Linked DNA regions of Sus scrofa: region 1 is linked to region 2. A link is a contact called in public Hi-C data. All regions are on one chromosome and are shown on one strand. The core of a region is the stretch at or near the end of the contact, and the rest is flanking DNA. Distances in the headings are between cores, read along the strand shown. Region 1 holds the start of ZNF391 (zinc finger protein 391). Region 2 holds the start of ZNF184 (zinc finger protein 184).

What was found. Hi-C and Micro-C count contacts between places; a contact is called where the count stands out from the background.
Region 1: a contact with region 2 is called in a Hi-C map of skeletal muscle, with 4 times the contacts expected there. The contact joins the promoter of ZNF391 here to the promoter of ZNF184 in region 2. A contact is called at or near these places in 9 of 47 Hi-C or Micro-C datasets (alveolar macrophages, fetal heart ventricle, heart right ventricle and 4 more).

Annotation. Positions count from the first base shown.
Region 1 is chr7:21,387,607-21,393,382 of Sscrofa11.1, reverse strand. It overlaps ZNF391 (zinc finger protein 391), which reads right to left and starts at 4,263. Exons shown (of 4, transcript XR_001297755.2): 1 at 3,719-4,263. The region is part of intron 2 of LOC102159855 (zinc finger protein 2 homolog); the gene reads left to right.
Region 2 is chr7:21,433,931-21,439,779 of Sscrofa11.1, reverse strand. ZNF184 (zinc finger protein 184) reads left to right here and starts at 4,544. Exons shown (of 7, transcript XM_021099796.1): 1 at 4,544-5,006; 2 at 5,252-5,381.

The sequences.
Region 1 (5,776 bases), core at 3,014-5,513, 46 kb after region 2:
TGTAGTATGTAGACAAGAGTCCCAAGATATAGTTGTTTTTGCATTTCAAATAAACTCACAACATGTATAATTATATTATGCATTATGTATTTGTATATGTGACACCTGTGACAGACACACAGAAACTGCATGGGGGAAAGTTTCTCTATTGAAAAAATAAAAAGAACCCAACTATAAAAGGAGCCTAACTTGACGCCTCTAGAAAAGATCCTTTTTTGGTCTTTTCTCTTGGGTCTGCCCATTCTAAGCATTTTATGCATATTGACTCATTTGAGTCTCACAACAGTGAGAGGGGTACTATTGTTATTTCCACAATACAAATGAAGAGTTTGAGGTATAGAAAGGATAAGTAATTTGGCCCAAGGTCAAGTGATAAATCCTGGACTCAAACTCACTATACTACATCCTACTTACTGCTTCTCAACAGGCAGGGAAAGAATACTTGGGTCACATTTTCCATTCCTGTGGCCTGTAAGGGCCAAGAAACTAAACCTTGCTGATCCCAGGACACCAGCATGATCTTGACCCTCCAGAGCCATGGAGGTTCAGAGAGTGACTACCTCTGAGAAATAACTATCCTGGAGGCTGAAATAAGTCCAGCCACACTAAAAGCCTTAACTGTGTAAACTAAGGATTACGTTTCCTGGCCTCCTCTAAAGTGCTACCACAAAGCAAGTTGCTTCCTTGGTATACATCAGTGAAACATCAGATAGAGGCCCTATGGTATAAGAATTTACCAAGTAATTTGGACTTTGATCATAGCTCCACTGGTAGCTAAATAAAAACCAAGGAAAAATAACCAGTCTGGCTTTATATACCCTCATTTGTAAAATGAAGATGTTGGGCTTGATTGTTTGGTCTGAGATGATTCCTGGAATTTAATTTTAGATTCCCAACTCTGAGGCAGAGACCCATCTGCCTAGACTGAGGGGATAAGACTAGAATAAATAGACTTTTCTAAATCCCAGAGACATGTGAGAGCCTAAGGTCCATGTTTTAGATGACACCATTCAAGAAACAGGCCAATCACCTAATGATGAAATAGAGCAAGAGGTGCTGAGTAAGATATTAAAAGCAATGAGCAGGCAAACAGGGAATAGTCCCATCAGACAAAATTTACCACACTTACCTAAGAAGGAACATTCTATGAAAAGAGAAGTAAATGTGTCTCCATTTGGCGAGATGACACAAACTTCCAAAAAAGAAAAGACTCAACTTACACGGCATACAGATTTTATAGTGAGATAGAAAGTTGCCTTTCCCTCTTCTGCTTCCTCTTGGTTTTCTTTTTGGTCAAGGGCAAATCTGGGAATAACAGGTCTTATCCTAAGGTATCCAGAGTCACTGATCTAGCACTGTTCATATTGGGCCAGGTGAATGCAACCCTAAGTATTAAGAGGTAAAACAAATGCCCCAAAATAATTCCCCCTCCTCCAAGACACAAAGAAAATGACAGTAGACATTTATGTCTGGGTTAGTCCCCAGTTCTTTAACGAGAAAAGGTAAAGGATGGATTTGGGTCAAGTACAAATGCTCTAACCTCTCTAGGTGTTCTAAGGCATATAATACAGCTGGTTTATCGATTTTCTCACATGGGATGAGTTCAAAGGGAGTAGGCAGTAGACCCCTGCTTCTTCCTGACAGTCAAAACAGAAGGTGGAGATACTGCTCCATCATAGAGCTAAGCATCTCTGTGCAAGTCACTCACTTTTTAAAAAATCTAGTCCACACTATAAAATGGCATTACCAGGAGTTCCCGTTGTGGCTCAGTGGTTAACAAATCCGACTATGAACCATGAGGTTTTGGGTTCGATCCCTGGCCTTGCTCAGTGGGTTAAGGATCTGGCGTTGCTGTGAGCTGTGGTGTAGGTTGCAGACGCGGCTCAGATCCTGCGTTGCTGTGGCTCTGGCATAGGCCGGTGGCTACAGCTCCGATTGGACCCCTAGCCTGGGAACCTCCATATGCCACGGGAGTGGCCCAAGAAATGGCAAAAAGACAAAAATAAATGAATAAATAAATAAATAAATAAAATAAAATGGCATTACCAGTACCGGTTTATCTTTTCTCACAAAGCTTCTGTGAATGCTACAAGGTAAAAATGGCAAAGCTTATCATAAAGAATATCATACACACAAAGAGATTATATTACTGCTGTGCTCACCTCAAATGAATTAACTTTTAAATTGTGATGGTGTACATTTAAGGAAAGACGCTCTCAGAGGATTTGTACTGCTGCTCTAGAGTGTAGACAGATGCATTTTTTTTTCTGCCTTTGGAGGATGCACATGAAATGGGGAAGACAGTTCTGGTAGATATGACAAAAGTCTTGGGGGAGCCCCCTAGATCTATTTTAGGGAGGCTAGGAGGTCACTATCTCCACAAGGTTAGGACCATACACTTATCCAGGTTTCATCCAAGAGGTTCCTCCACCACGATGTGCAGTGTTACCTCTCCCTTTTCTCTTCTTCATACTTTAGTTATATGGATCACCTTACTGCCCTATGGATACTGCATCCTTACCAAATCATTATTCTCTCCAGTATAGTGGTCACAAAGTACAGCAGCACCAGCAAACCCCATTCTTTATACAACTAACTTTCTAGCCCTCACAGCTCCGATCACCTCTTGTTGTCCTAAGCTGAAATTCTTTTAATCATGCCACTTCCTCTTATCATCAACTGCTGATCCAGGAAGTATTTTCCCTTGTATCTACTCCCTTCAATATTAGAAATTATCTCATTCAGAAGGAAGCAGGTGCTGAAGGTTCTGGAATAGGTCCTCTCTAGGTGCTTTGCTTTCTGGTATCGGGCTAACTGCTCCTTTACGAATGTAGAAGGCAGCAGGAAGGCCTAGGCAGTTTCTGTTCAACCCTAAAACGGAGGTGGTCAAGTCTCGAGGCCTACCAAAAGATGGTCTTAAGAAAGCAGAGTCCATAAAAATTGGCTCATAATCACAACAAATTCACAAAATTTGATACACAGAATTTGTCAATACTTCCCCCAACAAATAACACCTACTATATTCAAGTACTAACCCTCATCACCAGAACCATAAAATAAATGCTAGCACTCTCAAACTCTGTAACTTCAAGTAAGGTACTTCATCTCTGTGTGCTTCAATATTCTTATCTGTAACATGAGGATATTTATAGTACATTTCATGGGCTTAATGCGAGAATTAAATGAGTTAATGTAAGTAAAAACTCTTAGAACAGTGCCTGGCGCACAGTAAGCATCTGGGAGACACCCAAGTACAGAAGCCCCTCCTCGCCCAGCTGGAGCCGAGCGGAACGCAACTTTGATCTTTTCTATCTCCCAGGGGCTCACCCTGGGAATTATCACTGTCAATGCAGCCGAGGGACTAGGCTGTGCCCACGGCTAGGCGACCTCTGAGCGCTGGGCAGAGACACCGCGCCAGGTTCCAACCGCGGAGGCACCTCCCAGCCAGATCTGCGGCCAGGCCACCTTCGGCCCTCTCCCCGGAGAGAGCCGAGTGTCTCCGCACGACTGCTTGCCAGAGTCTCCAGGCCCACCCGTTCAGGCCTCGGGACACTGCGTGCCCCACTCACCGGCCGTCTCGGCCGAGCACTGGGACACACCCTGGGTGGGTCCGCCCGGGTGGGTCCCGCCCTTAGACGGAACCTGAGTGTGCAGGGCTTGAGGAAGCCGGAAGGATTAATGGGAAACCACTGTGTTGACCCGCTGCTCCCTCGCTCACCAAGTTTCCTGGGGATCACAGACGCTCTTCCACTCAGACCCCTGGTCGTATCCTGCTCGGTATGCGGGGCCAGTCATTGCCTGATCAACCGCCGGGACCTAATTCTCCCGGGGCAAATGGCCTGTTAGAGAACAGAGACGCTAAGGAGAGTGGGCAACATACTGGAGGCCGTGGCTCTGCGCCTGCGCGGGAGAGTCCGGAATCGCCCTGTGGTGCTCTAAGTTTCCCGGAGATTTTTGCAGAGCCATTTGCGTGGTGTGTGTGACGTTGAGAGATTGAGAAGCTGATGCTAGAGGCCGGAGAAAGTGGGTCTTTGACAGGCGCCGAAGACGTTAATACATTCTACAAAGTATAGTACAAACCAATGGTTAATAGTTTTAAACACCATACCCGGTGAGTTGTTTAAAACACAGATTCACACAAATCCGACTAGGAACCATGAGGTTTCGGATTTGATCTCTGGCCTGCTCAGTGGGTTAAGGATCCGGCGTTGCCGTGAGCTGTGGTGTAGTTCGCAGACGTGGCTGTAGTGTAGGCCGGCAGCTACAGCTCCCATTAAACCCCTAGCCTGGGAACCTCAATATGCCACAGGTGCGGCCCTAAAAAGACAAAACATAAAATAAAATACAGATTCCCAGGCTTCCTACGCATCGATCTGAGGAAAGTCCCAGGCATCCAAGACAATTCTAATGAAGGTGGACCTCACACTTTCTCTGAAGAAAAGGCTTTTTTTTTTTTTTTTTTTGCACAGCCTAGATGCTTAAATGCGGTTAAATGCAGGACACTTCTCCAATTCCACCATGAGACATAAAGGTGAATACAATGAGGATCCTACCTGTGTTTTATACAGGATCCTACCTATCCTTTATAGCTTTACCCTTAAATTTAGATCTTTGACGCATTCTGAATTATTTCTTGTATTTGGTGTAAAGTAAGGGTACAACTTCATTATTTTGCCCACAGATATCCAGTTTTTGCGGTAGCATTTGTTGAAAAAGGCTGTCGTTTCCCACTGGTATGCTCTTAGCTTTACTGAAAATCAGTTGAGGTGTATGTGAAGGTTCCCTCCCCAAAACCCCACCCCAGCTCTTTTTTATTACATTGGTCTATATATCTGTTCCTATTGAAGCACCATACTATTTAGATTATTACTGTGTAGCTTTGTGGTGAGTTTTGAAATTAGGAAGTATGAAAACTCCAACTTATTTCTATGATAATTTTAGTTTTGAGAGCCCCTTGAGATTCCATCTGAATTTTAGGATGGGTTTTTCTGTTTCTGTTGGAACAAAACATTGTTGGGATTTTGATGGGGAATTCATCAAATCTGCTTTGAGTAGTCTTGCCATCTTAACAATATTGTCTTCGAATCTGTGAACATGGTATGTCTTTCAATTACTTAGGTCTTCCTTAATTTTTTTCAGCAATATTTTGTAGTTTTGAGTGTACAAGTCTTTTGTCTCCTTGGTTAAATTTGTTCCTAGGTATTTTATTCTTTTTGATGCTATTGCAAATAGAATTCTTTAATTTTCATTTCAGATTGTTCATAGCAAGTGTGTAGAAATACAACTGAATTTTTTGTGTTTATATTCTATAAATTTGCTGAATTCATTTATAATTTGTAACAATATTTTCATAGATTATTTATTTAGAGTTTTCTGCATGTAAGATCATGTCATCTGTGAATATAGATAATTTTACTTATTTTCCAATTTGGATGTCTTTTATTTCTTTTTCTTGCTTAATTGCTCTGCCTATAACTATTTTGTTGAATAAGTCACAAAAGTGGGCATCTTTCGTTGCTGAGAAGTTTTTCAGTGTTTTAGCCATTGAGTATGATGTTAATTGTGGGGTTTTCATATGTGGTTTTTATCACGTTGAGGAAGTTTCCTTTTACAGCTTTTTTTTTTTTGTTGTGAAAGGGTATTAAGTTTTGTCATTGCTGTTTCTGTATCAATTGAGATGTTCATGTGGTTTGCTTAATTCTTTCTACTGATGTGGAAATTATGTATAATCTGTTACATCGATTGATTTTGTACATTGAACCATATTTGTATGCCA
Region 2 (5,849 bases), core at 3,295-5,794:
ATGGAGCTCCTTGAAAGTTTCAACCTTGTTTATTTTTCTCTGCATTAATATGTGTGGACTGAAAAAAAAAAAAAAGGCATGGCAGAATAGATACAGATAAAAGAAGTGAATCTGAGTTCAGCTTCAAAAACCAAAATCATTCCATCTACTTTAGTCCCAAACTGGAAACAATCCAAAGCCCATCAGCAATAGAAAAGATAAATAACTGCTTTTCATAAAAAGGAATAGTAAGGCAATGAGAATAAGTGAATTTCAACTGCACATGAGTAGGGAGACTCTCATATACATAGTATTGAAGTGATGCCAGATATAAAGACATATCTCATGGTTCTATTTATATATAGTTCCAAACAGGCAAAACAAATCTATGGTGTTAGAAATCGGAAAAGTGGTGAAAGTAATTATAACTGAGAACAGCCATGAGGGATCCTGCTGGAGATGCTGGGAATGCTTCTGTTTCTCATTCTGGGTGCTGGTTACATAGGTAAGTTCACTTTGTAGAAATTTACTGAGCTGTAAAATTATGGTTTATGTATTTTTCTGCATTAATATTGCACTCTATTATATACTGATAAAAATTTACTTAATGAAAACTCAAGCTATTTTAAGCAAAGGCATGTGAATAAAGAATATAGCAGCTTACAAAATTTGGGGCACAGAGAGATAAAGGAAGATGCCAGCTCTAATCCATCCCTGCAAAAATGATTCCCCCAAAATCCCTGCAGTAATGGTCTCCCAGAGAGGCTGCTACTGTATGTACAAAGTAGAAAATAGGACATCAAAATGCTGCAGCTGGAATAGTTGATTTCAGGCATCTGCAGTGCAGAGATCTGGAGGCTTCTGTAATAGCAGTGTTCTCTCTAGGGTAGTGGCTCTCAAAATTTGGTATGAAATATGTCTATCATGACAGAAAGCAAGTTAGCCAGTGATTTGTGCCCAGGTCTTAATTTATAAAGGTGAGTGAGAGACAAGAGAGAAAGGCCAATGCCATCGAAGAGAAGTTTAATGTTACTTACAATTTCCCTAGAATCACTTCCTCTAGAAATGAGAAATCACACAGGGCCCCAGGCGGAAGCACTAGTGTTGGTCAGGAGGCGGGCAAGAGCAAAGAGAAGGCACAAGTTATAGGCTTAATTGGGATTTCCACAGGAAAGAAAGGCAGGTCAGAATAAATAGTTTAGGATTTGATAACTTTAGTAATCCAGGGAGTTTGGGGGCTTAGTTGTCTGGTACCTGGCCTTGGGCTTATTTAGAACAGGAGAAATATTGGCTTGATGTGTGAAAGTTAGATAAAGGAGATGGTTCAGCACGTGGGCTCCAGAAACCAGGAAATGTAAACAACTCTGGTGGTTAATTTGGCCTTCTGATTACTGGGTACCAAACAGAGCAATACAGAATTTTACACAGAACAGTCAGGAAGCAATTTACATTTCTAGGCAAGTTGCCAAATACTGCTGCTGGTCCTGGTTTGGGGATCACGCTTTGAGAACTACATTTTCTGGAATAAGCCATGCTCCTAGATGTAAATTAACAAAACAACTGCCACCCCTCACCTTATAATCCTCTGCAGAAAATCCCAATGTGTCCATGATAATACTTTGTCAGCACAAAACAACTGAATCAGAAGGTGCCTGTTTCCACATTTGAAAACTCTGAGACAAATCTTAAATTGCACCTAGCAGCAAGGGATCTAGGACAATATAGTTTTAATCTTCCAGCCTCTGTAGTACAGGAAGTTTCACTTGGAAGAGATGGAAATAGATCTACTGGCAATCTACTATATCCTGTACAGGTTTGGGTAAAAAATGGAGGCCCTTCGAAAAGGATTAGAAATAATGTGCCAGTGCCAGTATTGCATTGAGAGAAAGATGACATGACATTGTCCTTGAAGGAGGACCCCCCCCCACCAAGGTTAGAGACCCAGCTAATCAGCCCTTGTCCCAAAGGATACTATGTAGATTCCCATCATCTGATTTACTACTATTGTCTTTTTTTTTCCTTATTGATTTTAAGTTCTGTGTATAGTTAAGATGTAAATCTTTTGTCGGATATATTTATTAAAAACATCTCCCACTCTATGCCTTTTTACATTGCTAATGGTGTCCTTGGATGTACTGAAGTTCTTAACTTTAAAGTCCAATTTATCTTTTATGGTTATTGCTTTTTGTGCTTATTAAACAGGAAATCCTTGGCAACCCAAAGTTCATGAAAAGAGTCTATTGCTTTCCTCAGTAACTTGTATTATTTTACCTTGCACATTTAGGTATTTAATCCACCTTGAATTAGTTTAGGAAATAGTTTACAAAAGAGTCCAACATCCATATTGTTTTCCTTTGTATATCCAGTTGACCAGTACAGCCTTTTGAAAAATCTATCATTTTCCCCTTTGAACTGCAGATACTTTTTATATGTATGCGGTTTTATATTGGCATATCTATTTTCTTCCAATGATCTCTCTATCTTTATGCCAAAGAATACTCTATTAATCAGTATGGCTTTAGAATGTCTTATCATGTGGTAATAAAAGTCCTCCAGATTTGTTCTTTCTTTGCAAGATTTCTGAGACTATTCTAGGTCCTTTCCACAAGCACATATATTTCAGAGATAGTTTGTCAATTCTCTCAGAAGTCCACTTTGACAATTTTATTTCAAACACATTGAATCTGAGTCTTTCAATCAATGAATATATCTTTTCATTTATTTAGATATTATTAAAAACTCTCAGAGTTCCCATCGTGGCGCAGCGGTTAACGAATCCAACTAGGATCCATGAGGTTGCGGATTCGATCCCTGGCCTTACTCAGTGGGTTAAGGATCTAGCATTGCCGTGAGCTGTGGTGTAGGCTGCAGACACGGCTCAGATCCCGCATTGCTGTGGCTCTGGCATAGGTTGGCAGCTACAGACCCCTAGCCTGGGAACCTTCATATGCCGTGGGAGTGGCCCTAGAAAAGGCAAAAAAAAAAAAAAAAAAAAAAGATAAAAATAATAAAAAAATAAAAATTCTCAGCACAGTGATTTGAGGCTTTTAATATAGCACTCTTGCACATTTTATTACATTTATTATTGTGTTTATTATTAGAATATTGATAGTTTTCTTGCTATTGTAAATGACAAAAAATTGTCTATTTTTACTGGTGTAGATGAATACAACATATATTTGAATATGGGGTTTTGTATCCAGTAAATTTGTTGTTTAAAAGAGCGTTATTTTAATCTGACAACTAGTATCATTATAAGAAGAGGAAATTTGGGTACACAAAGAGACACCAGGGAAAAGCATGCATAAAGCAAAGGACATGTGAGGATACTTCAAGAAGGTGGCTATCTGTAATCCAAGGAAGAGGTCTTTGGAGAAACAAACTTGTTGACACCTTGATCTTGGACTTCCAGCTTCCAGAACTGTGACAAAATTAATTTCTATTGTTTAAGCCACTCAATCTATGGGAATTACCGACATTTTGTTATGGCAATCATCTACATATTGCCTTTCCATCCTCTGTCCTTTATAGCTATCAGCCATTTTCTTCTATTTCATTTGTCTTTCTTTTGAATCATTCAGCTTTAAAAGAATATCCTATACATAACCTAGTCACTTTTTCGTAGCATCAATTCAGTTCTCCATTATGAATAATGCTCCTGCACTTAAATACTCTTTGCTATATGTTTTAATTCCTTTTCATCTGATGTCTTTATTTCAGCCTGTTCTTTCACAGCTTTCATTTCTGTTTCATTTAGGTCGTGTCTTCTGGCAATCTACTTAGAATACCAAATTGTTGCCAGAAATTTTCTGGTTCTCACAGTAGGTTTTTTCTGAAATCTGCTTCTAGATACCGTCCCTTTCCTTTTACTGTAACTTTGTTTTTCATATACTTAGTGTTGGGATTCCAAGTTTAGTGTTTTGTCAGCCAGTAGTCTGTGACTTGACCTTAACCCCGCTATACAAATATGGAGATGCACAGAAGTACAGTAAAGTGCTTGGGCCACACATTTAAAAGTATAGAAACCTATCGACATCTTTCGGATATTCTGCCAAAGACACATCGACAGACTGGAGTTGGGTTTCATTCATAGCTATGTGTGGGCTGAAGTAAGCATACACCGTGCACTACAGCGGTCAAAACATGGGAAGCCCACCTCACAGTTTAAAGTGAAGGTTACGACCCATTTGAGAGTCATGAAAGCAATATAATGGGTCACGACCAGAATTTTTTAAACAAATAAGTATAATATCAAATACAAGGTAGGGCACGTAATACAGGAAAGTATTGCATTATGACATAATTGTGTTTTAAAATTATATACGTGTATAAATGTGTACTCTTATAATCAGTCTGGTCACACATGCTTGAGAGTCACCTCTCCAACGAACACTTTCAACTCAGAGACCAAGGAACAAACGACTGAAGGGCAGAACCCCAGGCCCTGCTCAAAGGGCTCTTACTCTTTGGCTGAGGCCTCTGGGAAATGGAGTTTAGCGTCCTAGAGCATGCTGGGAATCGTAGTCCCGCGTGTCTGCGGGGCGTGATCTAACGCTGGCGGGCGGGGGCGGGGTTCTCTCCTCACGACCGGAAGTGGCCGTTGAAGCCGGCTGTAGGCGTGAAAAGAGGGGGGAGACCTGATGCTTCGGCTCCCTTCGCTAGGTTTGGTGATCGTCTCAGAGCTTCCGGGCGGGGGATAGGAGTGTGTGGCAGGCTCTAGAGGGAGGGAAGCCCAGGTATCACTATGGCAACCGCCAGTCCTCCGGCCGCGTGACGTCACTCCTCTCTTCGCTTGAAGCGGCCTCTGTGGGAGAGAGCTGGGGCGTCCTAGAAGGGGCGCCCATCGCCTCCTTCAGAGTGGGGCTGTTCCGCTCCGATCCCTGGGAGGGCTTTGTTCTTTTGTTCCGGCCTAGGAGGAAGGACCAGAGCCGGGCCCCGCCCTGTTGTCCATTTTCCAGCTTTTCCGCCCTGCAACAGGTGTGTCTTCCTGAGCCCGCGGGGGTGTGAGCCCGCAAGTGTGCACAGAGGTAACCGTCCGGGTAGGTGGGAGCTTCTGGTCAGATTCTAGGATAGGCGACAGGGGTTTTGGAATCTGGGGATGAGAATCTGCGTTCTCGATCTCCATTCTGTTTTTGTTCAGCCGGAATGCCACATGTCTCTTTAATGCTCTCTCTGGTCACTTCTCTTTTCCAAGGACCTCTTGGCCGCTCTGCAAAACTCTTGAGTTGTGATTGTATGACAGTTGCTGCTGACCTCATCCTGTGTCTTTTAGGGTAGCCAACTTCAGCGGGCGTAAGGGCTCATCCTCCTGCTGAACATCTGGGCTCCAGACTGAGGACCCAGCTTGAGAAACCCTGGTGTCCTGATTCCAAGAGGAAGGGGATGAGCACTTGAGATGGAAGGTAATGGGGAAGACTTGGGGGAGAGTGGGATGATGGAGGCAAAACAGCAGGCACGACTTGAAAATTAAACACTTGGCAGAGCTGGAAGTAGTGGAAGGAAGGGACCTTATGTATATAAGGATGGATGGAGAAAGAAACAATTACATCATAGGGAGAGACTTACTTATATTATAGGGGGAAACTTGAAGGAAGAGTTAATTCTGCCTGACTTTGGGATTGGGGAATGAAAAGAAGTAATGATTCAGAATGTCTGTGATCCTCACATAACCTCTGTTTATTAAAAATTAGAATGATAATGTTGCAGTCAGGAAAAGTCTTGGTACTCATCTCTTAGTGCAAGAATCAGTTCTGAAATATCCCTGGCAGATGGCCATCTGTTAAGCCTATGCCTGAACAAGTGTGGTGTTAAACAGCATTTTGGGTGCAGACTATTCCCTTGTGGGGTCTTTCTTTTTTTAGTTCCTTATA